Linked DNA regions of Mus musculus: region 1 is linked to region 2. A link is a contact called in public HiChIP or PLAC-seq data. All regions are on one chromosome and are shown on one strand. The core of a region is the stretch at or near the end of the contact, and the rest is flanking DNA. Distances in the headings are between cores, read along the strand shown.

What was found. HiChIP or PLAC-seq counts read pairs in DNA pulled down with a chosen protein or histone mark.
Region 1: a CTCF HiChIP or PLAC-seq map of the NIH/3T3 cell line shows a contact between it and region 2, with 5 read pairs. The contact joins two enhancer-like sites. A contact is called at or near these places in 2 of 15 datasets of contacts at CTCF or cohesin (the NIH/3T3 cell line and embryonic stem cells), 1 of 484 Hi-C or Micro-C datasets (embryonic stem cells), 2 of 115 datasets of contacts at active chromatin or transcription factors (embryonic stem cells and stem cell-derived neural progenitor cells) and 1 of 9 other capture datasets (embryonic stem cells).

The regions. Positions count from the first base shown.
Region 1 is chr4:58,030,313-58,034,982 of GRCm38.p6, reverse strand. Gm35402 (a long non-coding RNA gene) reads right to left here and starts at 377. Exons shown (of 3, transcript XR_390600.3): 1 at 170-377. Within about 2 kb of position 3,327, at least 6 of the 459 cell types and tissues checked have an H3K27ac peak or open chromatin away from gene starts, as enhancers often do. A contact at or near this core is called in the NIH/3T3 cell line, where this site is marked.
Region 2 is chr4:57,670,364-57,675,435 of GRCm38.p6, reverse strand. All of the region lies in intron 4 of Pakap (paralemmin A kinase anchor protein), which reads right to left. Among named protein-coding and RNA genes, the nearest start is that of Gm52699, 51 kb to the right of the region's middle. Within about 2 kb of position 1,710, at least 107 of the 459 cell types and tissues checked have an H3K27ac peak or open chromatin away from gene starts, as enhancers often do. A contact at or near this core is called in the NIH/3T3 cell line, where this site is marked.

The DNA of each region.
Region 1 (4,670 bases), core at 2,078-4,577, 360 kb before region 2:
ATAGTGAAAATTACTCTAATTGATAGAGTAACTTGATAGTGAAACTTACTCTAATTACTCTATCCAAAGAAAAATCAGAAGCAGAGCTACAGCGCGCTGCCTTGGGAGGCTCCCAAGGTAAGTGACCGCCTCACCCTGGAGTGTAGCAACCCAACTCTGCAGCACTCACCTCGGCAGGGGCACTTCCGGTTCCCTCGCGACTGTTTGTTGTTACTCCCCAGGCTTTCAACCATATAAATAGTTAATGCTGCGTCTGCTGCCCATAGAAACTTTTCTTTTATCTCCTAACCACCTAATCGTTCCTTAGAAAGGTTTTGATTCCATGGATGCACGCTCTGAAGGTACAAAGCAACAAAACATGTCGTTTCTTTAAAATGACCACGTGGCTATTTCACTCTCCGGTTACTTATTAGCAAGCACCCCGGACCTAACGATCTCATCCTTTATGTTTCATAGAACTTCAAACACATCTCCAGTAAAGCTCATCTCTCTTTGCAGACTGGCTAGTTTATGTGTCTGGGCATCTTTAATAGCAAGGTTTATTTTTTATTTATGGATGTAGAGCTCTGGTATTCCACCACCCACATCAATGCTGATCAGGACCTTAACAGCCATGTGACTTGAACAAAGTAGTGTTCAAACGTCTCGCCCTCCTGACGGTACAGTAGGAGCAAGCCTCACACTACTGGTCCTTACCCAACCTGCTTAGTCAGTCAGTTTCTCTCAGTATGAATGCTTCCCCAGGAGTCCATGGTCACACTAACAGTTCATGAGTCTGGTCTCTGAGCTCTGATTTCCTAATTCCACACTGGATCCATCTAAGTGAGTTAAACTGAAGGAGTCAATACAGCAACCATCACAATGATGTCTGAAGCTAAGACACTTCCTTCCCACAGCCAGCATATGGATCTGGAGCCTTAGTGTTCTCAAACCTCTTCCAGGAAAGATGTGTGCTCTACCCTACGCTTGCAACGGAGTTGAAGAACACTCATTCTTGACCTAATGTGCTCGAAGATCTGGTGGCTGAAATATTCTTTTCCTAACCTCCCTTCCTGGTACCCCTGCTACAACCACCTCAACCCTCCTTACTGAGTTTCACAGCCTGTGTTCAATATTCACACCCAGATAGTCTCAATCATACTTTTCTACAGAATTAAGCCAGTGAACGTGTTTTATTCATTAAAAAAAAAAAGTATTTTTCACTTTTGGCATCTGTGAAGTGGGAACACCTCTCATAGCAGAAAGGCATCATGTAAGTGCATGGGAATTATTGATGCCTCTTACAAACTTAGATTCAATAAAAACTGATAAAACTAAACCTGGGGTGTCTATCATTGTCTCTGTGATATTTGGCACATGAAAACTCACAGTCTCAGGTGTCATCATCACCCAAGATTCTAGGAGTACTTTCTGCATCAAAGAAAGCCTTGTGATGCTTTTGTCTGGGACCTTGTTCTTTAAAAAACTGGTCTGAAGAGATGGCTCAGTGGTTAAGAACATTAGCTGCTCTTCCAAGGACTTAGGTTCAAGCCCCAGTACCCATGATGGTTCACAGTCATCTGTAACTCCACTCCCAGGAGATCCACCTCCCTCGGTCTCCACAGGCAGCAGGCACACACTTGGGGCACAGACACATGCCAGCAAAACACTCGTACACACAAAGAATAAAATAAAGAAATGAATATAACTCTGCTACTTCTAAGAAAACAAAAAACCAAAATACTAAAACAAAGGAAAGCAGTGTTGCCTGAGTTCTCTGAAACTCTGAACGCCCTAAGCATGGGTTTTTGGTTGGTTTGTTGGTTTTCTTAATGAATCACTTTGCGCTGTGCACAGGCATGCTAAATTCTGACAGGCTCCTCCTCGCCAGCTCTCCTAAGAGCAGAGTGGAGACTATGAGAACAAGGAGTCAATTGAGAGCTTCTCTGCCTTTTATAATAGGCTCATCCACTTTCACACATCCAAGCTGCCTTCTCCACCCAGCCCTGGTCCATCATCTCTTCTCTGGTGAGTCACAGAAACACACATAGGCCTACCTTCCTGGCAGCAGTATCCCGACTCCTCCTTCCTCTGTGGTTTTGCCTTTCTGTTGCTGATATGACTGTCCTTCCTTTTTCTCTTATTTGCTCCCACTTCAGATCATGTGGAAAATGTATCATCCCTCCCAGCATCCAGCCCCTGCAGTGAGTGGGGAACTTCAGCCCCACCTCTGCAATGCAATGCTCAGAAGGGGCCTTAGGACAGGGCTGTGCATCAGCAAGCACCAGGGCCTGCCTTCATTTTCAGGTCCAAAACTTAAGGCTCAGGCTGTGTGAGAGTTTCCAGAGTAAAGTCATCATCAGTGAGAGAGTGGAAAACAACCTTGGCCACTGCCCCCAATCCTTCAATCCTCCAGATCCATGGCTCTTCTCCTTAGAGCCTCTCTCTGCTCTAAGAAAAGCATCAGCCACTGCACAGTCCTGGAGTGTATAAAGGGTGTGAACACAGACTGCACATTCGTCTTCTAACAGTGGCTTTGAAGGCACAACAATGTGCTCAGAAATGAGCTTAAAGATATGCTTGCGTATGTCTTTGGGAGCAAGGAAGGAAGATGAGCTAAATCAGTAAAGTACCTGCTGATCCCATAAAAGTCTGAGGATCTGTGTTGAACAGCCCTGGGATCCACACAAAATGCCAGGTATAGCACATCTCTAACTCCAAACACTGGGTAGGGGGGAGGGGGACAAAAGTAGGTGGCTCCCTGGAGATCACTGGATGGCCAGCCTGCTGAATCAGTGAAAACTTATTGAATGACTGAGGAAGACACCAAATATCAAACTCTGAGCTCCACACATATGTGCACACTAACGCACACACAGAGACACATATACACACATCTGACACACGTCGGCACACATACACTAAGAAAGGATTGGCAAGGAGAACACAGTATGAAGAATTGGAAATGACATGCTCCAAGCTTGCCCTTTGGCATTCATACAAAGTCAAACATTAAGTTCCCAATCTGTGACACATCTCCTGGACTGCCTTCCTCATTATCCATTTTTTTATAGCAAAATTATATGGTATTGACTGAGGAATTGTTGTTCTCCTCCCTAGAACTTTGCCATGGTGACTAAATTATCTCTTGGGCAAAAACATTTGGGAACAAATACACACACAGAGAAGGGGAGGGGAATGCACACACATCATCCTATCAAGATTCAGTAAAGCTGTATATATAAAGGCAATAAAATCAAAATACAACAGATGTAAGTGGTGGGGTGCAAAGAGCCTAGCACCTTCAGATCCAACCACTGGACTCCTTGCTTTCTAAAACAGTGTGGCCCCTCCCTTCTCAGACCTCAGTGGTGATGATTCACACTGCAGAGAAGCTGAGCCGGAGCTTTCCCATCTCTCCTCTTCAATCTTCCTTTAATCTCTCTCTCTCTCTCTCTCTCTCTCTCTCTCTCTCTCTCTCTCTCTCTCCCCCACCCCCACCCCCGGGCACAGATTCCTAAGTACACAATATCTCTGTAATTCTCTGTAATACATGTTGAGGAATTACTTTCAGCACTTGCCTCTACCTTTCCCTACCAGATGTCCATTGCTCCTGCATCAGTCATATCTGCTTATGACATGCTTATCACTACACACCCACTTTGGCAACAGTCTAGTGTGAAGGACGGCAGGGAGCACTGCTCACATCTCAACATCAAACATACATTTTGAAGGTAAAATTCCTCAGAGTGGGATGGAAGTCCATATCCTCAAAACCCGTTTCCCTAAATCCTGCCATGCCTTCCACAGAAAGCCTGCTGTTGCATTTTCAAATTTCAACATATATACTTTTCAGTTTTTGAAAGTGATTATGTCATTTCCCAGGCCTCTCTGTATTGTTTTCTCCATGTTTTATCTTTGTTTGTTAAGAGGTAGGTTGGATGTAAAAAATAAAAGAAAGGAAGACAAGCAGGGAAGAAGGGATAGAGTGGAGGAGAGGAACACCAGACTGCCTCCAGGTTATAAGGTTGGTGACTAATGACCAACCATGAGTATTTTTGTTCAGGCTTTATTCATATTAAGTAAATTTGGAATTGTGAACTATGCCTTCTCTGTAGCCTGAGCACACCCAAAAGACTCTGATGCAGTTCTCAAATTGGACAATAACTGTTTTAGTTACTTTTCTATTGCTGTGACAAAACATGACCATGGCAACTTATTTTTTAAAAGGATTTAATTGTGCTTATGGTTTCAGAAGGTTAGAGTCCATGAGGACAGAGCAAAGACAGGGCGGCAGGAACCGGCGAGAGCTCACATCCTGATCCATAGGCAGACGGCAAAGAGAGTACACTGGGAATGGCCTAAGTCTTTTGAATCCTCTAAGCCTGCCCCCAGTGACACATCTCTAAAGAAAAGCCACACCTCCTAATCCTTCCCAAACAGTTCCACTAACTGGAGATCAAGTACTTTAATAGATGAGTCTATGGGTTCTCTTCAACCACCACAATAGCATGTATCCCAGGCAGAATTATGTTGAAAAAATAACAGTGGAAAATGTCCAGAGGATCACAAGAGACTGTCGGTCATGCAATAGCTAGAGTTCTGGGAATGCAGGTCGGTGGTGGAGCACTTGACTGGCAGGTGCTGTATTCTATCTCAGCACTGGGAATGGTGGTGGGGAAATGGTGGGT
Region 2 (5,072 bases), core at 461-2,960:
GGTGAGCAAAGCAGAAATGATAACAGGCAAAGTGCCTGAAAAGCAGGAGGCTCTGGGATCCTGAGAGACGATTCTGGAAGAGTCAGCATCATTCATTAATGTTTACCGAGTGACTGCGGAGGTTGGGGGTAGGAATTGCTGCGGGGTCTCCACATAAGAGAACCCCATCCTCTGATGAGGAAGGCGGCTTTAACGGTTGTGACATAGCACTTAGCAGAGCTATAAAATCCCAGTTATGGAATGTTGGACGCTATGTCTCAGTTAGGGTTTCTGCTGCTGTGATAAAACTCCAGGACAAAAAAAAAAAAAAAAAACAGCTCGGGGAAGAAAGGGTTTACTTTAGTTTACACTTCCAGTTGCTAGTACACTGTTGAGGGAAGTCAGGGCAGGAGCTCAAGCAGGGTAAGGCTGGATTCAGGAACTCAAGCAGAAGCCATGGAAGACCACTGTTTACTGGCTTGCTTCTTTCTCATGCATGGCTCACTCAGCCTGCCTTCTTATAGCACCCAGGACCACCAGCCATGATTCCACATTGATCTGGCCCCTCCTACATTATTCATCAAGCAAGAAATGCATATGGGAGAGAACCCACAGGCCAGCCTGATCAGGGCATTTCTTAATTGAGGGTCCTTCTTCCAAAATGTCAGCTTGTGTCAAGTTGACATGAAACGAGGCAGGACATGCTTTAGCTACCCAAACAAGGACAGGACAGAATTTCACAATCTTGATGCCTAGAGTAAGATCTTACGGGAGGAGAAAAATCACCGAGGCACAGATGTGTTTAGGAGTCCTGGCAGCCAATGAAGAGTGAAGGCGCAAGTGGGAATGAGAATCTCAGAAGGGGTGAACTACATCCAGCTTTCAGAACAGGAACAGGAAGTGACGGGGTGGGGGTGGGGTTAAGGGAAGGAGGTTGATCCTGAAAGGCAAGTCGTGGCGGTGGGAGCTGCAGAGAGCTCAGCAGTTAAGAGTGAGGATTCAAGTTCAGATCCAAGCACCCAAGTTAGAAGGCTCACAAACACTTGGAACTCCAGCTTCAAAGAATCCCACACCCTTTCTTGGCCTCTGTTGGCTCCTGCGCACACATGTCCACAAGCACTCACACAGACACATATATACATACATGTAAACTTTAAAAAAAAATTAAAAGAAGTGATTGGATCGACTATGTTCTAGAAAGACTGTGCGGAACCAAATGTGGTATGAGCCATAGTGGAAAACAAATAGTTTTATTTGCTGTCGTTATAATGGCATTGGTGACTTCCTAACCAAATGCTGTGCGCTACAGTGGCCCACAGGCTGGGGGGGTGGGGGGGGGGCAGAAGAGATTAAGCATCATTCAACTGTGAGACTGTGCCTAAAAATGAATGGGGTTGCCCAGTGTCTAGAATTTGTGTGTGTTCAGCAAGACCTTGGCTTTCTCCCTTCTCAGCCCACCTCCCTGTCAGACTAGTTCCTACAGCAGCTGGGCTGCCCGAGACCCACAGGGCTCCTCTTCCTGAGAAAGGGGAGGAAATTCGACAGCAGGTAGTCCTTCCTCCACTGGAGATCTAAGGTTAAGTGTGAGTCAAGGAACATCAAGCCTGTAACTTAAAAATCTCCCAAGGACTGAAATTGTCTCTACTCCACAAGTTCTCACTACAGGGACAATAAGCACCCGCTAAGATGCTTCTCAACGCCCTCATCCGGCCAGAGCAGGAAACACCTGGAGGAACAGTCTGCAAACACAGGCTTGTCTTCCAGTGATCCCAGGCACCCGACAATGAACCCTGGGAGGGCTATAGACACATCTCAGCCCAGCACTGCTGGCCTCTTTGGAGCCTCTCTGACATTTCTTTGTCAGTCTACCCCCTCACAGATACAACAGAAACATTCTATCTTTAAAATGCCAGTGAGAAGGTCCTATGGCGCTTTTTGCTGCGGCTTAGGGTTTTGAGGTAGAAGCAGCTTCGCCCTGGCTCAGGCTCATGTGTGCCCCCTAGTGGCTGGATCATGTAAAGGCTCAGGGATGGACTGGGTTTCAGTGAGGATGGCTGGTCTGCATCCTAGGCGGTCTCTTAAGTCAGCTGAGCTGACCACTATCTTACCATATTTATTATGGTGTTTTGAAACAGCTATTATGACGAAAATGCTATTCTGAGAAAGGTTTGGATTTCTGGAACTTTCAGTCCACATGTAAGATTAAGATTTCCCTTACATCAGGAACTCCCCAATGGAAACTTCCAGATGCAAAATGATTCATGTGTAGGGATCAAAGCCAGAGAATGGCACTCCTTAAGCCAAATTAGAGTTTTTGTAACACGTGAGTTCAGAGCCAAAGAAAAACAATGCCGTTTAAGATTTCTCCTGTACTGTGCAAGACATGTAGCTCAGTGGCAGAAACACTTCCCCTTTGTTTGCGAGAGCCCCACTTCCATTCCAGAACTGGAAAAATCAAAACAAAATGATTTAGCGACAGATTTAAGCTTTTAAGCAAAACCTTCTGACAGAGAGACAACCTGATAGACCATTTGAAATTCAAGAACTGGAAAGCGAGACATAGACTGAAAAGTCTTTTATTTATTTATTTTTAAAAATTTCAGACTGAAAAAACTTTTCCAGGAATGCTTGAATTTCAGTTTTGGTTTTGCAGAGTCTCGTGTAGGCTGGTGTGGCCTTGCATTCACAATGTTCTGAGGGGGCCTTGACCTTCCGATGCTCTTGTGTCCACAGACCTAGTGCTGGTATTGTAGGCATCACCACTACTCCTGACTTCTAGGTTTCAGATTTTGGGATACTTGAGCATGGGTAATGGGAGTCCTTGGAGATGGGATGGAAATCTTAGTTACATTCTACATAGGCTTCATTCACATAGCCTGACGCTAATTTTATACACTCAATATTTTAAATCATTTTGCCTATGAAACAAAGGCTCTTGGTGTGGAATTCTCCAACTGTGGTATTATAACACATGAAGCAGTTTCCAGCTTTGGAGCATTTCAGAGTTGGGATCTGGAGGATTAAGAATGCTAAAGCTATAGGGCATAGTGTGCTGAAACTGAACACACTGGTCACGCTTGAGACAGACAGACAGACAGACACACACAGACACACAGACACACACACACACACACACACACACGGGACGGGACGGGGGGAATCTGTGCAGCCTGCTTGTTTTAGGCAGAGGTGTATTAGCTGGGTTCTATTAAATAAGCGGGGTTAGGAGTTCCACTAAGTTAACGTTAAAATTTTTTTGAGGTTTATTTACTTGTAAAATTATATGTGTATAGGTGTTTTGCCTGCATGTATGTCTGTGTGCCACATTCAAGCAGTACTCTCAGAGGCCAACTGAGGATATAGGATTCCCTGGAACTGAAGTTGTACACTGTAAGTCATCATGTGAATTCTAGAAATCTAAGCCATGTTTTTTGGAAGAGCAGCCAGTGCTTATAGCTGCTAAGTCATCGCTCCAGCCCCTAATCTGACATTTAAAAATAGCTCTCTGTCCTTTCCAGACTGAAACACTGGCCAAATACCCACACCTCAGTTTCTCCATCTGTGATATGGTAGCAGTTATAGCTATGAAACTAACAATTATGAGAATAAATGAATTTGTGCTTAAAACACCAAGAATACTGTCTGCTATCGTAAAAGCCCTGTTTAAAGGTTTGTTCTTCTTGTCAATTCTAGTGCTTTAGAAATATTGACAGGTGATTTGCTAAAGGCAGCCTGCACAGCTTTACAGGACAACCCAAAACATACTGGCTAGTAAATGCACATTTACCTTCTTAATCCTGTTATTAATTATTATTAATTACAAGCTTAGTTGTAAGCTTGTGGCCTAGAAGATTCGGGAACATGTGAGGATTCTGATATTAAGCTAGAAAACATAAGTGTCTGTCAATTGAACTCTTACAGGAACACTAAAGCTTGATATTAGCTTTGAGAATGGTGAATGGCAACTGTATACCCATGTTAACATCTACATTTAAAATAGTCAAGCTGGGCTGGGGATGGATCTCAGTGGTAGAATGCTTGCCTAGCATGTAAGAGGTCCTGGGTTCAACTTTCAGAAATTCAAAGATAAAAATAAAATAAATTTTAAAACTAAAAAAAAAAAAAAATTTTTTTTTCAGATTCAATTTCTCCATTCAGGAAAGACTTGGGAGGCCATCTAGTGGTGGACAAAGCCACCCTACAAACTGAGGTGTTTGGGAAATATCTGTCACTTGCAGATTTGGTCATGTGTAGTTACTTGGGAAGACAGAGTTCATTTTATCAAATCAAAATGTTCTCAACCAGACCGCTTTATAAACTTGTCGTCTTTAGATATTGGTGCCTCCTCCCTTCTGTGGTGTGCAGAAAGCTCCAGCAGGGCCACGTGACCCGTGAGCCTGGTTTGTATCAGCAGTAACTGTGAGAGTTGCTGGCTGAGAGCCTCAGAGATTCAAGCCCTGAGAAGTAGAGTCTGGAAGCACGGGAATGATCGTTACTGAGACATGACTTTTACAGGGTACATGTGACAAACAGGAATGCAATAGGCAGCCCAAAAGGTCAGTGAACAGCACAACTCATGGCTCTGTGATCCAAAACAGACAAGCACCTCTCAACACACAAGTCCTTCCTACTACAAATGTCGCCGGTCAGTGCTGATAATGACTTTGCTCTTCATGGCCCTTCTAGCAAGCAGCAGGGTGTGCTCTGCACAGTCCCTATTACTCCATCCTGGTTAAGCATGCTTCTCCCTCCCCCACTCGCCCAGATATGTGCCCGGTACCCTATGTAAGGAACGGCTCTTTCATTTGTATATGTGGCACAGTGATCTCGGCCAAGAGTGACAACTGGTTCATGGGGTCAAACACAAGAAGTTGTCTACAAGAGTCTGAGAGCCTCTGTCATCTCAGAAACCCCAGCACCCAAAACAGAACCACACATGAAGCAGACCTGGGTATCTATGGAGACAAGTGAGAACAGCACCCATGGTTGTGTATGCTCATGTCCCTACATTCTCCTCTCTATACTGTGGAGGGGGGTCTCTATAGGCAGAGTGATTCTTCTTGAACAGCAGTGGTTCCCATTGCAACTTTGGA